Regions from separate parts of the Macaca mulatta genome. Here region 2 is linked to region 1. Evidence: chromatin contacts called from public Hi-C data. All regions are on one chromosome and are shown on one strand. The core of a region is the stretch at or near the end of the contact, and the rest is flanking DNA. Distances in the headings are between cores, read along the strand shown. Region 1 holds the start of B4GALT1 (beta-1,4-galactosyltransferase 1). Region 2 holds the start of SMU1 (SMU1 DNA replication regulator and spliceosomal factor).

The links. A called contact is a pair of places that touch in the nucleus more often than the background predicts.
Region 2: a Hi-C map of blood shows a contact between it and region 1, with 3 times the contacts expected there. The contact joins the promoter of SMU1 here to the promoter of B4GALT1 in region 1. A contact is called at or near these places in 3 of 14 Hi-C or Micro-C datasets (blood, fetal cortex germinal zone and liver).

The regions. Positions count from the first base shown.
Region 1 is chr15:66,213,789-66,218,068 of T2T-MMU8v2.0, reverse strand. It overlaps B4GALT1 (beta-1,4-galactosyltransferase 1), which reads right to left and starts at 2,383. Exons shown (of 6, transcript NM_001258145.1): 1 at 1,902-2,383. The coding sequence starts at 2,313. LOC144334681 (a long non-coding RNA gene) reads right to left here. Exons shown (of 2, transcript XR_013404802.1): 2 at 2,704-4,280.
Region 2 is chr15:66,295,584-66,299,863 of T2T-MMU8v2.0, reverse strand. It overlaps SMU1 (SMU1 DNA replication regulator and spliceosomal factor), which reads right to left and starts at 2,316. Exons shown (of 12, transcript NM_001265906.1): 1 at 2,198-2,316. The coding sequence starts at 2,223.

The sequences.
Region 1 (4,280 bases), core at 1,134-3,633:
CTTCAGAGCCATTTCCGTGGAAGTCTGAAAAAATGGAACTTTATAAAGGTCCTAAGCAAGTATTATTACTATATTATTATTCTGCGGTGTATTGAGTGCCCGTACTTTTTTTCTTTTTTGAGACAGAGTCTTGCTTTGTCACCCAGGCTGGAGTGTACTGGCACCATCTTGACTCACTGCAACCTCTGCCGCCCAGGTTCAAGCAATTCTCCTGCCTCGGCCTCCTGAGTAGCTGGGACTACAGGCGTGCGCCACTACCCCCAGCTAACTTTTTTGTCTTTTTGTAGAGATGGTGTTTCACCATATTGGCCAGGCTGGTCTTGAACTCCTAACCTCAAGTGATCCACTCCCCTCAGCCTCCCAAAGTGCTAGGATTACAGGCGTCAGCCACCGTGCCCGGCCTGAGTGCCTGCATTTAATGTACACAATCTCATCTAGTCTTAAAAATAACCCTGTAAGGTAATCATTGATAATCACATTTTACACATGAGGAAGAGATTTTGAGAAACTCGATAGCATGCCTCAAGTCAGACACTTAGCAGCAAGGCAGAGTCCATTTCATTTTATGGGACTAGTCTGCTTCCCAGAATCATCATCAAATGCAAAGGAATTTAATTATCTGCTTAAAAAAATAGGCCCCCATCATTACCACAGTTCATGTCTGACCGATTCCAAGATGTCCTTCCCAAACTTGACATGAACTCATTGACGCAATTATTGGCAAAATTGAGCAAGAGTATGTAGTAGCCAGGGCTCTGTGGGAAAGTGACAGAAAACTCCTGTCGACAAGATGTCATCCTGCCTGCCAGGGCCCCTCACTCACAACAATTCTCTAAAACCTGGCATTAGAAATGAGAGAGGACCTGTGTGGTAACCCTGGAAGCAACCGGTAGTTGCCTTGGGCCTGTGGGCCTGTAGGTTACAGGTCAAAGAGAAGTCCCGACTAGGCGCAGCCTCCTGCTATGAGGAATGCAAACCCACCTACTCAAGCTATCTGCCTAAGCTGAAACAGAGGCTAGAGGTCAGAGTTCAGATCATCTGGGCAAAATAATTGAGACTCAGCCTGCTGCCGGAAGTACCCGAAATGGGCAACGTGGTGTTGACTAGTTATATTTTAGCCCTCTAGCCCCTGGAGCACACAAGCTCTCTGCCCTTGGGAGAGATTCCTGCTCACCTAGGTTTTGGGTACCCATACCGGGAGGAGGCTAGAGGGAAGGGCTCTCGGTGACGATCCACACAGAGGAAGAAATGAACACACAGTGACAATTTACTGAGGGCTTACCCTCATTAATTAAGCCCTTATTTACATTGTTCACATAATCTTCCAAAACAACCCCTTGAAAGGGTGACCATTTATTATCCCAGAAGAGAAACCTGAGGTTCACAGAGAAGTCACTTGGCACAAACGATCAGGAGAAAACCCCACTCTCAGGAGAGTGGCTCTGTGGCAAGACACGTGAACCGAGAGGTCAGTCTCCTTCCCCACCGGGAGCCTCACGTCAGTCCCCAAGAGGGAGTGGATTACTCGAGGTCCCTACCAGAGTTTTTAGTGCAAGGCTGCTCCAAGCCCTAAGCAGATCCAAACTCCGAAACTTCCTGAGCCTCGGGCCAGAGCAGGGAAGTCTCCAAGGCCGCCTCTGGTTCTGGGGCTAGAGGGGCCTCGGGACTTCCCTGGGCGGTCCCGGCCCCAAGCCGCCTACATGACTCCCCAGGGACCCACTTCCCAACCCTTCTCTCCCATCCAGTCCCGAGCCTCTGGGATTTAAAACTCTAATCCAGAACAGGGAGGCTGGCTCCCGTAGAAGAGCCAAAGAGCCAGCCTGAGGGAATGTCTGGGGGATCCTGTCGGGGAAATCCGGGGGAGTCTCAATCCTCGGACTGGCGCCGACCCGAGTCCTTACCGAGCAGCGGGGACTCCTCAGGGCAGGCGGGCAGCGGCAGCGAGGTGGTCTGGGGCACTGGGACCGAGGTCAAGTTGCTCGCGGGGCCGGGGCCAGAAGCCGCGACTGGGCTGGAGTCGCCAGCCGGGCGCGGCTGGGAGGAGGCGCCTAGAGGAGGCGGCGGCCGGGCCCCTCTGGTCCCGAGTTCCCCGGAGGGCTGCCCGATGGCGGCGGCACCGTTCGAGCCGCCCTGCAGCGATGTGGAGACTCCGACCAGCTGGGGCAAGCGGCTCAGGTCGCGGCCAGCCAGGTAGTAAACTAGGGTGACGCCAAGGTGCAGAGCGCAGACGGCCACGAGCAGGCGGCAGGCCCGCTGCAGCGACGCGCCAGGCATCGCGGCGCTGCCGCCCAGGAGCGGCTCCCGAAACCTCATCTTCCCGCCGCCGCTTTAAGAAGGGTGTGGGCTACAGGAGGGGAGGCGACCCGCCCGCGGGCCGCCCGCCAGGCGCTGCCCCACAGCGGCGACCGGGGGAGGGCCCGGAGGGAGGGCGGGCAAGCGCGGCGCCAGGGGGAGAGCGGCTGAGAGCTGAGACTCCTCCGGCCGGCCCGACCTGGGAGCGGCGAGAGGGCGCCCCAGGCGCGGGCGGGGAGGGGCGGGGCCCCGGCGGAGGCGGGGGCGGGGCCGGGCGCGGGGTTTTCGGGACGAGGGCGGGAAGGCGGGGCAGCCCGTGGCGGGACGGGCGCGCTGGGCGGGGCCTCGGGAGGGTGGGCAGCGGGCGGGGCGGCCTCGCGGGGTACCCGGAGTCTGACTCGAGCTCCGACGTTTGGCCGCGCACCGCCCTCTTCCTCCTGAGCCTTTGCGGCGGAGCTTCGGTCGCGTTGAGCCGCGCCTTCTCTTCCTCCTCCACGCTGCCCTCAACAGGCCGCGCCACTTCCTGGGGTGTGAAGGGACTCGGGTGCGAGCCTGGGCCTGCAGCGCGGCGGCGGAGAGAACGGAGAGGACAGCAGGCGGGTGGTTGGGTGGGGTGGTTGGGGCCGCGGCGGCGTTCCGGCCAGTGGGCCTTGATGGGCAAGGAAGAGAGGCAGAAAAAGGTTACCCAGGAAACGGGCTTCGACGTCGGGCGAGAGGTGGCAAGTTCGAAACCCCCTCCCTAACTCAGCCCGGCTGGCCCCCGCTGCTTAACGAGGGGTCCTGCGGCAAAGAAAGTGGACAGGTTGCCACTTCTGTGCCTCCCCATCGGGGAACCTGGGCTATAAGGGGTTCGCCGACCAGACCAGCTTGGTTTCAGGTGTGTGTGTGGTGGGAGTCCTGTATACTTTGAGGAGGAGAGCAGCAAGAAGCCTCTAACTCCCAGGCCAGCGTGCAGGAGAGCAGCCGGCGTTACAGTCTACACTGGGCTACACACGGTCCCATGAAGTAGGAGTTCTCCCCATGTCATAGAGTGGGGCCCCGGAAGATTAAGAAACTTGCCTAAGAGCCCACAGCTGGCAAGAGGCAGAATTGTGGCTCCAAAACCCGCATTTTGCCACAGGTTTACCCTTTGTTGATTTGCAAATAAGGGATGAAGGCTGTGTGGGTCAGAGACTTAAGCACTGAAGCCACTTGACCTCGATTTGACCCAGAGGCCTCAGACCCTGAGTGAGCAGAGACTCCTCATCCCGGAGAAAGACTCATGGAGGTGCTGTCAGTAATGTGGATAGGGAAGCTGTGGGCTCTGGCAGCCAACCAGCAGGGAATAACAGTAGCTACCTTATTTTGAGAGTTTACTATGCGCCATGAAGTAGGTGGTGTTACGGTGTCCATTTCACAGATGAGAAAATGAAGGCATATGAGTTGACACTTTGGTTGTGATCATACAGAATCAACTTTCCTCACTTCCTGGACACCAGATCCTTCTGATCTTCCTCACTTCACTGGCCATTTCTGTCTCCTCTCTGGACTTCTTCCCAAGTTGTTGAAGGCCCCGGCCGTAGTCCATGATGTTCTTTTGTGTCTACACTCCCTCTGAGTGATTTATAATATCCATATGCTGATCACTGATCTGTCTCCAGCCCAAATCTCTTCCCTGACCTCCAAATTCAACTGCTTATTTTACTGGCATCTCAAACACAATACATCTTGCCCCCAGCAACCTACTCCTTACACTCCTTATGCTCCACTCCCATTCTTACCTCCTTCGGAGAGTGATACTCTTGTTCATTCAGTTCCCCAGAATCTAAAAGGTGTCCTTGATGTGCTTCTCTTACTCTCAAATGCCATTTGCAAGCCCTCAGCCAGCTTTGTCTGTGCTACCTTCAAAACATCAAAATTCACCAACTCTGACGTAACCATCCTCGATCAAGCCACCATCATCTTGCCCTGGATTATATAGCAGATACTAATTGATCACCCTGCTTCCA
Region 2 (4,280 bases), core at 1,067-3,566, 82 kb before region 1:
GGAGACCCCTTCTCTACAAAAAAAAAAAAAAAAAAAAAAAAATTAGCTAGGCATGATAGTGTGTGCTTGTGGTCCCAGCTATTTGGAAGCTAGGGTGGGAGGATCGCTTGTATCCGTAAGGTTGAGGCTGCAGTGAGCCGTGATCATGCCACTGCACTCTAGCCTGGGAAAGAGAGCAAGACCCTGTCTCAAAAAATAAATAAAATAAAGCCTATGAGGTAAGTTTACTTCCCAATTTACAGATGAGAATTTGATCAGATAATAGAGATAGTAAGTGGAAAAACCAGGACTCAAACTGGCAGTGTGGCTCTTGAGCATATATTCCTGAGAAGAAAGCAAACACCCTCTTCTTTTTTTTTTTTTTGAGAAAGGGTCTCACGCCCATTCACTCAGGCTGGAAAGAATGGTGGCGGGATCATGGCTCACTGCAGCCTCGACTTCCTGGGATCAAGTGATCCTCTCACCTCAGCCTCCCGAGTAGCTGAGACCACAGGCACGCACCACCACACTGGCTAATTGTTGTATTTGTAGAAACGTGGTTTTGCCATGTTGACCATGCTGTCTCAAACTCCTGGGCTCAAGTGATCCACCCGTCTCAGCTTCCCAAAGTGTTGGGATTACAGGTGTGAGCCACCGCACCTGGCCCCTCTTCTTAAAAACAACTATAAAAGAGAACTGATTGCTGCTACTGTAAGTATCTTTTTCTCTCATGGACCCTTTATGAGGTATGCAGGTCTCCAGACTTAGACCCCTGTTATTCTGGTATGATACTATCTTCCTTAGCACATTTCCATTGACTTCCATTTTACACTCCCAAAATAAGTCATCTCTCTCCTCAAACACCTCACATTTGACACAGACAAAATCAAATTCCCTACCTTCAAACACGAATGAATGCATAATGAGTTAAAAGCTTTGAAGACAGTCTGGGATTTGAATCAAAGTTATGTGACCTTGGACAAGTTGGTTAACATCATTTCAGTATTTGCCGAATGTATAAACCTCCCTTCCTCCTATGAAGTCTCCAAAAGCCGGGCGTGGTGGTTCATGCCTGTAATGCCAGCACTTTGGGAGGCCGAGGCGGGCGGATCACCTGAGGTCGGGAGTTCGAGACCAGTCTGACCAACATGGAGAAACTCCGTCTCTACTAAAAATACAAAATTAGCCAGGCGTGGTGGCACATGCCTGTAATTCCAGCTACTAGGGAGGCTGAGGCAGGAGAATCGCTTGAACCCGGGAGGCAGAGATTGCAGTGAGCCGAGATCGCGCCATTGCACTCCAGCCTGGGAAACAAGAGCGAAACTCCATCTCAAAATAAAAAAAGTCAAGTCTCCAAAAAAGGTCCTCTCCCTCCCTTACACTCAGAACACAACAGTTATGTCTGTTAATTTAATTATTATTAAGTATTGGCAAGGACAGGTGGAGGATGGAGTTCTGGAAAAGCACACTAAAGTCTTCTTTAGTCACTACTTCTCATTCCCTATTCCCTGAAAATTTTTCTTTCTAGCCCAGTCTCCAGAGTCTGCCTCTCCTTTGCGGTTACAGAGAGCTCACAGACAAACCAAAATTCAGTGCCAGATCAGGCCTGAGACTTGTTCATTCATTCCAAAAGCTAGTTGTTCATCCATTCCAAAAGCAATTAACTCTTCCTCTAAGGTACGCAAGACACTGAGACCACAAGGAAAAGGAGCTCCTAGGCACCGACAAAGCTAGTTTGGGGTGAGGTTATCAAACAGTGACAACAATGAGTGATAAATGCTAGGCAGAGGAAAGCAAAGGGGCCGTATGTGCACAGAGACAATAAATCACATTGCATAAGCTCGACAGGGAGAGAAGCAAGGCTTAAAAGAGACCTATCCCCGTGTGCAGATTCAATTAGACTGGAGTCCAGAGTGGATCCTTAATTTGGTCAATCACAGAGCGTCAGCAGTCGGCCAAGGACAGAACTCTGGTCTGCAAGGTGTGTTTTCCCCACCCCATGCCACCTCCCTCGAGGCTTTGGGCTTCTCGTCTGAGAGCTGCTACTTTCCTGTGGGCCCACCTCCGAGATAGCCAGATCCAAGATGCTTCTTTGGGGGCAAGGAAATGGCCCTCCATTCCCTAGCCTCTCGGATGCCTTCCCCCGAGTATCTTCCGCCCCACACCCTTAACCTCTGGGCCCCCGGCACGGCGGGAACATCTCCACCGCAGGACTCACTCCGAAGATTCGATTTCGATCGACATAGCTGTATTTCTCCGGGAGCAGGCCCCAGTTCTTCTTCAAGGCCGGTCGCACAACACACCAACGACACCTCCGGCGGACGCCTAACGTCACTTCCGCTTGGGTCGGCATCTGGCTCCCGCCCTGGAGATAGAGTGAACAAAAAGAAGGCGAAGTGCGCGTAGGGGCGGGGCCCTCAGGGGCTGTCAGAGGCGGAGTTTATGCCTCTGCCCCAGAGAAATAAGCTCCAGGAGGAAGACTGTTTAAAAGTAGGCCAGGGTGGCTCAAGCCTGTAATCCCAGCAATTTGGGAGGCCGAGACGGGCGGATTACGAGGTCAGGAGATCGAGACCATCGTGGCTAACACGGTGAAACCCCGTCTCTACTAAAAAAATACAAAAAACTAGCCGGGCGAGGTGGCGGCGCCTGTAGTCCCAGCTACTCGGGAGGCTGAGGCAGGAGAATGGCGTAAATCAGGGAGGCGGAGCTTGCAGTGAGCTGAGATTCGGCCACTGCACTCCAGCCTGGGCGACAGAGACTCCGTCTCAAAAAAAAAAAAAAAAAAAAAAAAAAAAGGTAGGCCAGGGCCGGGCGCGGTGGCTCAAGCTTGTAATCCCAACACTTTGGAAGGCCGAGGCAGGCGATCACCTGACGTCGGGAGTTCGAGACCAGCCTGACCAACATGGAGAAACCCCGTCTCTACTAAAAATACAAACTTAGCCGGGCGTAGTGGCGCATGGCTGCAATCCCTACTCAGGAGGCTGAGGCAGGAGAATCGCTTGAACCCAGGAGGCAGAGGTTGCAGTAAGCCGAGATCGCGCCATTGCACTCCAGCCTAGAAAACAAGAACTCAACGTCTCAAAAAAAAAAAAAAAAAAAACAAAAAACTCTGGGCGTCATACAGCTCACAAATGAGCTGAACAAGAAAAGCGCTGGGGTGGAGCGCAGTGGCTCACGTCTGTACTCCCAGCGCGCGCTTTGGGAGGGAGGCCGAGGCAGGGTGGATTACCTGAGGTCAGGAGTTCGAGACCAGCCAGGGCAACATGGTGAAACCCTGTCTCTACTAAAAATACAAAAAATTAGCCAGGCTTGGTGGCGGGGGCGCCTGTAATCTCAGCTACTCGGGAGGCTGTGGCAGGAGAATCGTTTCAACTTGACAGGTGAAGGTTGCAGTGAGCCGAGATTGCACCATTGCACTCCAGCCTGGGCGAGGAGAGCAAAACTCCGTCTCGAAAGAAGAAAAGAAAAGTAGTGGTGATCAGATTCTAGTAAGAAAAGCGGGGAAAAAAAAAAAAAAAAAAAGGAAAGAAAAAGCACTGGTTTGGAAAGGTGGCTCTTTTTTTTTTTTTTTTTTTTTTTTGAGATGGAATCTAAATCTCGCACCGTCGCCCGGGCTGGAGAGCACAACAGTGGTGCGATCTCAGCTCACTGCAATCTCTGCCTCCCGGGTTCAGGATATTCACTTGTCTCAGCCTCCAGAGTACCTGGGATTACAGGCTTCTTGCCACCATGCCCGGCTCATTTTTTGTATTTTTAGTAGAGATGGGGTTTCGCTATGTTGGTCAGGCTGTTCTTGAACTCCTGACTTCGTGATCCGCCCGCCTTGGCCTCCCAAAGTGCTGGGATTACAGGTGTGAGTCACTGTGCCCGGCCAATGTTGCTTTCATTTGATGTAGTTAGTTGATTCGATTTCAGATAAGGCTGAATATGCAATACCTGATTGGGATATTAATACATTCGAAACCAACATAACACTAGCCAAAATTTATAGGAAGAGTTACTTGAGGGTTTTGGTTGGTTGGTTGGTTTTGCGTTTTTTGGAATCAAGGACTCGCTTTGTTGCCCAGGCTGGAGTGCAGTGGCTCAATCATGGCACACTGCAGTCTCAACCCCTCCGGCTCAAGCAATCCTCCCACCTCAGCCACCCAAAGTGCTGGGATTACAGGCATAAACCACCACTCCCCGTCACGGGACTTTAGGTCAAATACATTATTACGTTTGTAGTGACAAATGAAATGAGAGATATCAGTGAACTTCATACATAAAACCTATTTTTAAATATTTTATTACCATTGTATATA